Regions from separate parts of the Zea mays genome. Here region 1 is linked to region 2. A link is a contact called in public Hi-C data. All regions are on one chromosome and are shown on one strand. The core of a region is the stretch at or near the end of the contact, and the rest is flanking DNA. Distances in the headings are between cores, read along the strand shown.

Region 1 (5,948 bases), core at 2,776-5,275, 310 kb before region 2:
CGATCCTTGCATTGAATGCTCCTGCGATACGGTCGGTTGGCGAGGCGATCTGGCCAAGGTTGCTTCACTGCGAAGCCTGCCCGAGCTGGGCCTCGGGCGAGTTGAAGGTGCGCCTGTTGCTTGAGGAGGCCCTCGGGCGAGGTGTGAATCCACCTGGGTCTACTGTTCCTGCCCGAGTCTAGGATCGGGCGAGGCGGGATCGTGTCCCTTGAGTGGACGGAGCCTTGACCTGAATTGCGCCCATCAGGCTTTTGCAGCTTGTGCTGATGGTGATTACCAGCCGAGTTTAGGAGTCTTGGGGGTACCCCTAATTATGGTCCCCGACACTGCCTATCTTTGTATTAAGAGAATAGAGGGTAGGTCATGTACAAACTTTGCCCCAAACCCAAACTTTGCCCCCAAACCATGGACTAAGTCCCTGGCGGATCTACGGAGTATGATCTAGGGGTAACCCTGGCATACCCCAGGTAACTACATAGTATATATAGAAAAAATAAAAAAATATTTAACATAAAAAGAAGGTTGTGTTAATAGTCTTGTAGATTGTGCTTACGTTTTGTTCAGGCTCATGCCTTAGGATCTATCTAATAAAATCTTGAGGTGGTCTGTTAGATGCACAATACAACCGTATACAACGCTCGATCGCTTAGTTTCTTCAACGGACTTGACTCGCGAGATGACGTTGGAGGCTAGACTACTATGTGTAGGCAGTAGGCTAGCGAAAACGATGAAACACCCAAACAACTATATATTGGGTCTTAAGCTTTCGATAATCGAGATATAGATAAAAAATCAAGGCTGATTAACAACTCGGTATGTATTATATGATTGTTTGTATAATCACACGTGAGTGCTTAGAATTTAATCCATGCAAGTATAATTTACTTAATCGTTTGGTATTACCAAAAAGCCATATAAATTATCAATATGACTTTTCATCTATTTATATTATAATTTATGAATATTTTTAACTTATTTTTTCAAATTTAAGACTTATTTTTTTATGTTTTTAACTTAACATTAAAATTTAAAATTTACTATGTAAAATTGTTTTGACTTGTTAAATAGTTTAATCAAATATATATGAAGATTATAGACGACATGCCGTATAATAAAATTCTAGATCCGCCATTGGACCAATTAAGGGATAACAGGTACCATCGTTTTATATTTTAATATATAAACATGAAGTGGTTCATTTACAGTGTAAATCTATTATTTAATTGATTTGTTGTTCGTTTGACAAGAAGATATAAATGGTTATTATTTATTTCTTTAAAATGTTTTTGGTTAATATTGATTTTGTTAATTTGGTTATATCAAGTAAAACCCGAACTTGAATTATCAGTTGCTTGAAATTTTGAGTAATGTTTTTAAGCTGATATTTGATAGCAATTTTTAACACTTGAATTTTAATGAACTTAATTTTTTGGGTTACCTAAATCCCCACCCCTTAGATCAGTGAGGGTTTTGCTTTCTCGCTCATGTGCAGATCAGTTTGGGTTTCCTTCCTTGCTCAGGCTACCTCCAAGGACTCTCAATCCCACTTGCTTCCTTACTCCCTTTTCAATCTCCAACCTATAAATAGCATAGTCTACCGTGCAAAACAATGTTTTGCATGTTCATATACACATTTTGTTGAGCACGATCTCATGATAACCATCACCCACGTACTATAGAGCTCTTTCTTGCTTCCGCGAGTAGTTACCCTAATCATCACGTTGTGGAAACGCTTGTAGCTACTTCCCCTCATCCAAAATACTACCCCCGTTCTTGAATATCTGTGGTCTGTTAGTTCATTTTAAACTAAAATACGACAAATAAAAAGAACGGAGGGAGTATATGTCACACACGGATTTAAGGACAAATCCATATGTATATCAAATGTGTGTTAAGATCAAGTCTCACACATATGATGACTTAGTGTACAGAAAACAATGTCAAATTTTTATTACTTAATACAAGTTCTATACAAAATAACTAAATAAATTACACCATATGGCAACAACGATCCTCCGCCATCAAAGTTGATTGGGAGACGATGACCTAGACCTCTCCGGACTCATTGCATCATCCTTCATGCTCCTCCAGCCGTACTTGTTCTTGACCTGGTGTGATTATAGTAAGGGTGAGCTTCCATATGGTCATCGCTCAGCATGTGTGGGGAAAGTGCATTGTAAGGCTTACCAAAGAAAAATGATTAAGGCTGAGCATCACTTTTAATTAAGTTGGTCCAAATTTTATTAGCAATTACTAAGTATAAGTGAATACCCAACCAATTAAATAAGAGATCATAATGAATAATAAATACACAAAATGCATTGCAATGCATGTTCAGTTAAGTTTTAGTTCCATCATTTAATCATGCGAGAGTCTTGAGTCACTCATGACCGTGAGCATGACTGATATACCAGTTTTACACTCTGCAGATGTTGTGCATCTTTATCCACAAGTCGTGTTCACTTTTGGCCCGGGGTTGTACGAACCCTTAAACACTCCTAAGGTGAGTAGGCGATGGTACACTACGAGGCCTATACAAATGTCTACTAGTATGAGAAAACCCGCTATGAATTCAGGTAGTGGGATATATGAATCCCTTGTCCAAATAGCTATCACACACAGATCGACCTGAGAACCTCCCTATACTTGCGCAACTCCTCCCTGCTTGCTCCTTTCGGGTAAGGCTCTCACATACCATATTTCCTAATTAATTGGCCAAGGACGTCCCATACCACTCTTGTGGTAGCACTGTTATCTCAGGTTAAGCTCCATGTTCCAGTTAACAAAATGATCTAATCATGTATCATAAATAACTCATAAACAGGTAACAATAGTAATAAGCATGATCATGATTCACATATAGTATGGCACCCAAAACAAGATAGAGCAATAGCAGAACTACCCAAAAATTCATTTGTATGCAAAGTGTAGGGTGAACAAAACTAGGTAACCTATTAGATCCCATCAGATTTAGCCTAACAGTGCCATAGTGATTATCGGAATCATGAACATTATTAGGTCAAAGAATGTGATCAAGGACATAACTTGCCATTACTTGCAATTACAGGTACTCCTCAAAGTTGGTCTTCAAATTCCCGTCACCTCACTTTTATTTGTAGCAATACATACAAATAAGCAAATAATGGATACAAATAACATTACACCAAACATGCAAACAAACAACATAATAATATTTTACGGGTCGAGACGTAATCGTAGGTTCGAGAACCACTAAAATCGGAGTTAAAACGATCAAGATTTACAAGTTTTTGGACTTTTTTAATATCAAAAATGGATTTTCAGATTTTAATTTGACAAAAATCAAGCGTTGGTGGAGGGCTGGTATAAAAATTGAGGAACTTAGGGTGCTCGGTGTAAATTCGAGTACCTACTTTGATTGATTCTTAGGGCCTGTTTGTTTACCCCAATGGATTATATAATCTGGATTATTTTTGGAGGATTATATAATCTGGATTATATAATTTGGATTATATAATCTGAGTAGTCCTGTTTGTTTACCCAGATTATTTGGCGTGTTTCTGTTGGGCGGCGGGCTTCTCCGATCCGATAGGCGCAAAAACGATTCGGTAGATTATAATGGCAATGGTGGGTAATTTCTAGGAAACTTGAAAGGGTAGTGGGGAAGTGGGAAAAAATAATCTGAAATAAGCACCTCCTCACTTGCTTATGGATTATCATAATCCAAGGGGTTAGATTATATAATCTGGGCAAATAAGCTAGACTGTTTGTTTGCCTCTTAGGATTATTTAATCCAGATTATATAATCTGGGGGGTAAACAAACATGCCCTTAAACTGTCTAGATGGCGGGTAATTCTCATTTTCCCCAAGGGCTCTTTATGAAAAGCGCCATGGTAGCTATTTATGGGTACGCCTGAACCGATCGACGACCTAAATTAGACGCTCGATACCATGAACCGACACGCCATCACGATCCTTGGATCAATGACCTACGACCGAGATTTAAAATGTCGCGATCTGCTCTACACCGTTCATCGCTCGATCGACGGCTCAGATCGGGTCTAACCAATCGATGTCTAGGGATCTTGAGGTTGGCCGGAGTTTGGCCAAACCAACATACTGGTGACCCAAATCTAACCCCGACATGCACTACAAGACGAAGAAGGCAAATAAGATAAATGTGTTCTTACCGGCGACGGTGGAGACATGCTTCAGTCCATGTGACATGGTGGCTTCATGGCGCCCCTGGTTCGCCGACGAGCAATCACGGTGGATTTAGATCGAGTTGGGTTGCACGAGTTGGTTGTGATTACAGCTGGATGAAGGTGTTGGCAGGGCTGTCCCATTTGCTAGTGACCTCATGCATGGCTGAGGTGCGGGACCACGCGCCAGCGTCAAAAAGGAGAGATGCGGGCCGTGGTGTAGTGAAATGTTGGTTTGGGCCACGCGTGATGGCTAATGATCTGGTCGGCTATGCAGCGAGGTCGCTTGGGCTGGGAAAGGGATCCAGCCCAAGAATAGTTCGTATTTTACTTTTTTCTATTTTGTTTTCTGATTTCTTTCTTTTCAAGGTTTTCCAAATTTAGTTTTGGATTCAAATATAATTCAACTTCAAATCTAATTTTAGATGCAACAACTAAAAACTCAGCATGGATGCAAATCATATTTTTTATACTAATTAGTTATTAGATAAACACTTCTAAATATAAATAATTCATGAAAGGAGTAATCACCACAAACAATTTATAGTTTAAAAAACCTTTCTTATTGATTTAACTTTGAGTACCTTTGACAAAGGTCCTCAAGTGACCTTTGTTTCGAAGTGAACAATTAAATTCCAGGTATACAGCTAATATCAGACAAAGCTAAGCCTTGTCTGAAGAGCTATCGACAATAGACGAAGCAGTGTAAGAGAAAAGCTTTGCTCAACATACACGGTTAGAAAGGACAAAACTCGAAGCTATAAGCCTCGGCACAAAGATGCTTCCACACGACGAAGGTCAAGACTTGCGCAACAAAGAAAGGAGAAAATACAATATTACCCTGATGTCATTTGTAAATAATGTGTGTAAACCTTGAGGGACATGATTGTAATTTTGTACGAAGGCGGTTCGTCTTCCCTTTAAATAGATGAACAATGCCATGTATAAGGTACCTTTTTTGAGGGCTATAGCTTCGTGTTGCTTAGCCTTCAACGAACCTTTGTGCCATCTTGTGTTAAGAAGCCGATGGTATACTTGTAAACTCATTAGATATAAAGGATGATGGAATAAAAATGCTATGAGTTCCATACAACACTTTACATTGTGTTTCCATATCATTTCATTCACACTTCCTTTTGAAAACCTTCGTTCTACACGCTAATGCTTTGTAGAAGTGTTAAACCAAAGGACGAAGGTTCAAATATTTAACTTGTGTTGCCTTGATTTTCAATACCTTTAGGGAATTGAAATCAAGTACCAACATTGACGCCCACCTTCGTTGATCTCACGACCACAACAACAACTTACATCATGCCGTAGAAGAAGGCAACAACAACTGGCTCCATCATTAGGACCTTGGACACCAACCAAGGGGACGAAGCTCTCCTTAGGGAGGCAAGAAACCAAAAAAGGAAGGCTATCAACCTAGAATCACAAGGCAAGGAGCTTGATCAAGAGATCAACAACCTCGAAGCATACCCTAACATGTTTACGACTAAAAGGCTTTGTTATTGTTGTTCACTAAGTAATTGATGGAGCATTCAATTATCATGCAAAGAAATGGACCTCCGCCACCTTTCTGAACCTATAATCTTGCTATTACATTGTTAAAATAACATAATGTAGGAAGCCAAATTCAGTGTGAATGTGTACGGTGTACAGGCTAGCGCAATTTCCTAAACCTAATTTAAATACAAAGATGTCATGCATCAAATGTAGAGATGGAGATTAGAATACGAACAAATATTACTCGTTTCATATCTGTT
Region 2 (5,735 bases), core at 1,165-3,664:
ACTTTATAAAACAAGACATGAGCTTAAAATATCTTAATTAAAATATACAAATATTGGGTTCATCAATTTTAATCTTTTATAAAACATCATACGTGATACGTCTAAGATAAAGGGTTTATAAGATGATAAAACATGTAACAACAATATTAAACCTTTTTAACTTTTTAGAGAAGATATATGTTATATATCTAAGGTTAATGAGTTATAAAACACATTATTAAACATTACTTTTATAACAAGCTCATAAATAGCTTAAACAACTTTTCATGTGAAAAGATCATAGTTATATTATTAATTACCTATTTAAGATGAGTTAGGTTATGAGCATTAAGTGGATTTTCATGCAAAAGATAATAAACAAATAACTATCTTTTAATTTCGTTAGAAACACATAGCCTATATTATATTCGAAGTCCATATATAAAGTAACATTTTAAGTTATAATAGAACTTAAACTCTTATTACATTATTTTATCCTTTAGGATAAGCTAAGTGATTCGTATATAATGTGGATTAATTTCTATGAAATCATTAATCATGCCATAAATTTAGTTAAGAACAAATTGACTATCGGTTTGGTTAATAAATTATGATAAAGGATAATTAATCTATTAATTATCTTCAATTCTATTGTAAGCACAAATGATCTAATTTATTAGAAAGGAAATTATGTATAAACTATCATTTTCGTTATGACGGTGTGAGCACTTAATTAAGCCCTTTTATTATTATAAAATTCTATTCTTTTTGTTTTCTCCTTTCTTTTCTAAATAGAAATTATACGTATAACTAAAAATTATTTATTTATAATTCTTCTAACATTTATATTCTAAGAATTAATTGTAAATTACTAATTGGACTTTTAATAACATATTCATGGTTATTATGACATAAACAAGTATTTTACTAATTCTAAGTAATTAAGTGTTATACTTATATTTATCATGACTAGAAAAATCTATATTATTATTTGACCAAGAATACGTGGCCTAGGTGTAATGACTTAACCAATTCTATAGAAATAAACTAATTATTACCTAATTATTTATACTATGAATAGTGATCTCATTTTAGATTTATCTTTTCTTTCTAAAAGAAAAATGCCATTATAATAATTAGAGATCAAAACATCTAATAATACATTAAACCACTGTTTATACTATAATATTTGTATTGTTATGAATTCTATACCGCTTACTCAATATATGTTAAGAGAAGCTTTTATTATCTATTTAGTGGGTTTAAATGCACTTATGAATATAATTTTTTAGATAAATTCTAAAATTCGTCATAAACAAAATTAACTAACATATTATTTATCTAGTGTTTTCATCACTAACACATGGTCTACCAAAACCTATCATTCCTCTTTCCAATCCCAAATTCTAAAGAAATCGTAAACCAATATCACGTCTAAAAACATTCACTAATTCATCGCACAAATACTCAAAATCAATCGTTTACGCATGAATTCCAAATCACAACGAATAATTACCAAATTCATGAATTAATTTAAAACATGATTTTGGAGTTATAAAAATATTCGGGTTGTCTTCAACCTTGTGGTGAATGGAGGGATTCGGTCGCGGTGCGGACGAGGCTCGGCGTTGGACGCGAATTCCGGTGAGGCTCCAGGGATGGCGAACGGCGTACGGATGCGAATGGTCCCACGACGAGCTTCACGACGGCGAGCTGGGCACGACGTGAGCAGGGGCTCGACGACGGGCACGTGGCGTTGCTGCGGGTGCCGAGGTGCTGCGCGGACGAGCTCCGGCGCGATGGGCACAAGCTCTTGTGACGACGTTTGACGATGCGGGGGCGGCCTATGGCGAGAGCAAAGAGAGCGAGAAAGAGATGGCGAGTTTGGGGAGGGAGAGCTCATGAGCATGACTGTCTAATTTATAGAGGAGGAGAGGGAAAATGAGAGGGTGCCGGGGAGGAAGAAGAAACGACGGCCATCACAACGTCGCCATTATCACCATTAACGGGGAGAGGAATGGGGAGGGAAGAGGAATGACAGCTTCGATTTCGGGTCCAGCCGAAGCGTCGGTGTTGTCACGGCGCGGGCTGTGGTTCGGTCGCGGTCGGCCTGACGCGGAACAGCGCGTGCGCGATGCAGGGGCCGGCCGAGTGCGGCAGGGCGAGCGGCGCGACGGTGTCACTAGGCGCATGGGGCGGCTCGGTCGCTGCAGGGGCGCGGGTTGGAGCGCGTCAGGGCGAAGGGCGGCGGGTCGTCTCGCAGGGTCGCGGCTGGGGCTTCCTGGCGGGGTCGCGCGCTCGGCACATTCGGGCAGGGGTGCTCGGCCTGGTGTCGCGGGTCCTCGGCTTCGAATCCTGGTGGCTAGAGCAGGGAGGAGGGAGAAGGAATGGCGGCGGCGATGGCTGTGCAGGGGAAGCGAGGGTGCGTCTGGCTCCATCAAAGTGGCGGCTAGGTTAAGGGGAGCAGGAGGCGCGGTCGGCTGTTGGGCCTTATGGGCCAAACGGCCGGTAGGATTAGGTTTTGTGTTTTTTTCTCTTCTTTTTTTATTCCCTTTTCCTAGATTCGAAATACATTTTTAAATAACCCTAAAAATCATAATAATTAACCCAAATTTATTTATAAATATAATATTTATTTTTGACTAATAATTATATTATTTTTGTGAATTTTCCTTCAAGAAGAAATGTTATTAAATATTCAAAAACCAATCGTGCGCAATCAAAATTATTCCAAATGCAAATAAATGACACACAATTAAATGAAAAACTTATTACCCTAATTACCATTATAAACTAAAATTATTAATATACATATTTTCCGAAAACCTTATTTTAGCAATTCATTATTGTTTTGTAAAATGAGATTTTCTTCACAAGATCAAATTCATAAATCAAATCAATTCAAACAAAATATATGCTTCGGCATGAGTGCAACAACACTTGGTAATTTTATCTATTCAATAAATTCTTCAAATCAATGCTTCCTTATTTGAAAACATAAATATTTTCCTTTCTACTAAAATTTTATAATCCAAATAGGGTTGTTTGCTTTTGCTAGATTTAGGGCGTTACGATCAAAGACTCCAAACATATTGTCAACTTGGAGCAAGGCGCCACCTCTACACCCGAGGTGCAACCCGTTGCAATCAAAGCAACGGAAGAAAAGGAGGAGTCTACACCAAGTAGGCTTCCAATCGATGCCTCCAAGCTCGACAATGAGGAGATGGCTCTTATCATTAAGAGCTTTCATCAAATCCTCAAGCAAAGGAGGGGGAAGGACTATAAGCCCTGCTCTAAAAGGGTGTGTTACCGGTGTGGTAAGTCCGGTCACTTTATAACTAAATGTCCATATTCTAGTAAAAGTGACAGGGACGACGACAAGAAGGGGAAGAAGAAGATGGAGAAGAAGAAGTATTACAAGAAGAAGGGTGGCGAGGCGCATATGGTGCAGGAATGGGACTCCGATGAGAGCTCCACCGACTCCTCCTCAGACGAGGACGCCACCAACATCGCCATCAACAAAGGTCTCCTCTTCCTCAACATCGGCCACAAATGACTCATGGCGAAGGATGGCAAGAAGAAGAAGGTACATTCTAGAAATACCCCCAAATATACTACATCTGATGATGAGGGTAGTTCTAGTGATAATGAAGATGACTTAGTTTCTCTCTTTGCCAACCTTACCATGGACCAAAAGAAAAAATTAAATGAATTAATAGAAACCATTAACGAGAAGGATGATCTCTTGGAATGCCAAGAGGACTTACTCGTTAAGGAAAACAAAAAATTTTGTTAAATTGAAAAATGCTTATGCTCTAGAAGTCGAAAAATGTGAAAATTTGTCTAAGGAGCTTAGCATTTGCAATGATTCAATTTCATGTCTTAGAAATGAGAATGCTAATTTAAATGCTAAGATTGATGAATTGAATGTTTGCAAACCCTCTACATCTACTGATGAGCATGTTACTATTTGCACTAGATGTAGAGATGTTAATATTGAAGCTATTAAAGATCACCTTGCTATGATTAAACAACAAACTGATCGCATAGCTAAATTAACTGCTAAAATTGCCGAGCATGAGCTAGAAAATGAAAATTTTAAATTTGCTATAAGCACGCTTTATAATGGGAGACGCCCTGGCATTAAGGATGGCATTGGTTTTCAACAAGTTAGTCAAAACAATGTCAAGCTTAATGCCCCCAAGAAATTGTCTAATTTTGTTAAGGGTAAGACACCCATGGTTTAGGATAGAGAGGGCTATATTTTATATCCTACAAACTATCCTGAGCATAAGATTAGGAAAATTCATGTTAGGAAACCTTATTCTATTTATCATCATGCATTTATGTATAGAAATGAGGCTTCTAGTTCTAGGCATACCACTCATATCAAAATGCCTAAGAAGAAAATTCCTTATGCATCAAATGAGCATAACATTTCATTTAAGACTTTTGATGCTTCTTATGTGCTTACTAACAAATCAGGCAAAGTAGTTGCTAAATATGTTGAGGGCAAACATAAGGGTCCAAAAACTTGCGTTTGGGTACCCAAGGTGCTTGTTTCTAATGTGAAAGGACCCAATACCATTTGGGTACCTAAAAACAAGGCCTAAATTTGTTTTGTAGATTTATGCATCCGGTGGATCAAGTTGGATAATCGATAGCGGGTGCACAAACCACATGACAGGGGATAAAAGGATGTTCTCCTCATACGAGAAAAATGAAGATCCCTAACGAGCTATTACATTCGGGGATGGAAATCAAGGTTTGGTCAAAGGTTTCGGTAAAATTTCTATATCCCCTGACCATTCCATTTCTAATGTTTTTCTCATAGATTCTTTAGATTACAATTTGCTTTCTGTTTCTCAATTATGCAAAATGGGCTACAACTGTATTTTTACTAATATATGTGTTACTGTCTTTAGAAGAAGTGATGATTCAATAGCATTTAAGGAAGTGTTAGATGGTCAGCTGTATTGAGTTGATTTTAATGATAACAAAGCTGAACTAGACACTTGCTTAATTGCTAAGACTAACATGGGTTGGCTCTGGCATTGCTGACTTGCCCATGTTGGGATGAAGAATCTTCACAAGCTTCTAAAGGGAGAACACATTTTAGGACTAACAAATGTTCATTTTGAGAAAGACAGGATTTGTAGCGCATGTCAAGCAGGGAAGCAAGTTGGAGTCCATCGTCCACACAAGAACATCATGACGACTGACAGGCCACTTGAGCTACTCCACATGGACCTATTCGGCCTGATAGCTTACATATGCATCGACGGGAGTAAGTACTATCTAGTTATTATGGATGATTATTCTCGCTTCACTTGGGTATTCTTTTTGTAGGAAAAATCTCAAACCCAAGAGACCTTGAAGAGATTCTTAAGACAGGCTCAAAATGAGTTCGGATTGAGAATCAAAAAGATTAGAAGCAACAATGGAAGGAGTTCAAGAACTCTCAAATCGAAGGATTTCTTGAGGAGAAGGGCATCAAGCATGAGTTCGCTTCTCCCTACACACCTCAACAAAATGGTGTAGTGGAGAGGAAGAATAGAACTCTATTGGACATGGCAAAAACCATGCTTGATGAGTATAAGACACCGGATCGGTTTCGGGCCGAGATGATTAACATCGCCTGCTACTCCATCAACGGGTTATATCTTCACCGAATCCTCAAGAAACATCGTATGAACTCCTCACTGGTAAGAAGCCCAACATTTCTTATTTTAGAGTCTTTGGGAGCAAATGCTTTA

What was found. Hi-C and Micro-C count contacts between places; a contact is called where the count stands out from the background.
Region 1: a contact with region 2 is called in a Hi-C map of tassel, with 2.0 times the contacts expected there. The contact joins two enhancer-like sites. A contact is called at or near these places in 2 of 25 Hi-C or Micro-C datasets (ear and tassel).

The regions. Positions count from the first base shown.
Region 1 is chr4:226,672,603-226,678,550 of Zm-B73-REFERENCE-NAM-5.0, reverse strand. No RefSeq gene overlaps it. Among protein-coding and RNA genes, the nearest start is that of LOC100383218, 28 kb to the left of the region's middle. Within about 2 kb of position 4,025, at least 18 of the 20 cell types and tissues checked have an H3K27ac peak or open chromatin away from gene starts, as enhancers often do. A contact at or near this core is called in ear and tassel, where this site is marked.
Region 2 is chr4:226,360,535-226,366,269 of Zm-B73-REFERENCE-NAM-5.0, reverse strand. No RefSeq gene overlaps it. Among protein-coding and RNA genes, the nearest start is that of LOC100191247, 14 kb to the right of the region's middle. Within about 2 kb of position 2,414, at least 15 of the 20 cell types and tissues checked have an H3K27ac peak or open chromatin away from gene starts, as enhancers often do. A contact at or near this core is called in ear and tassel, where this site is marked.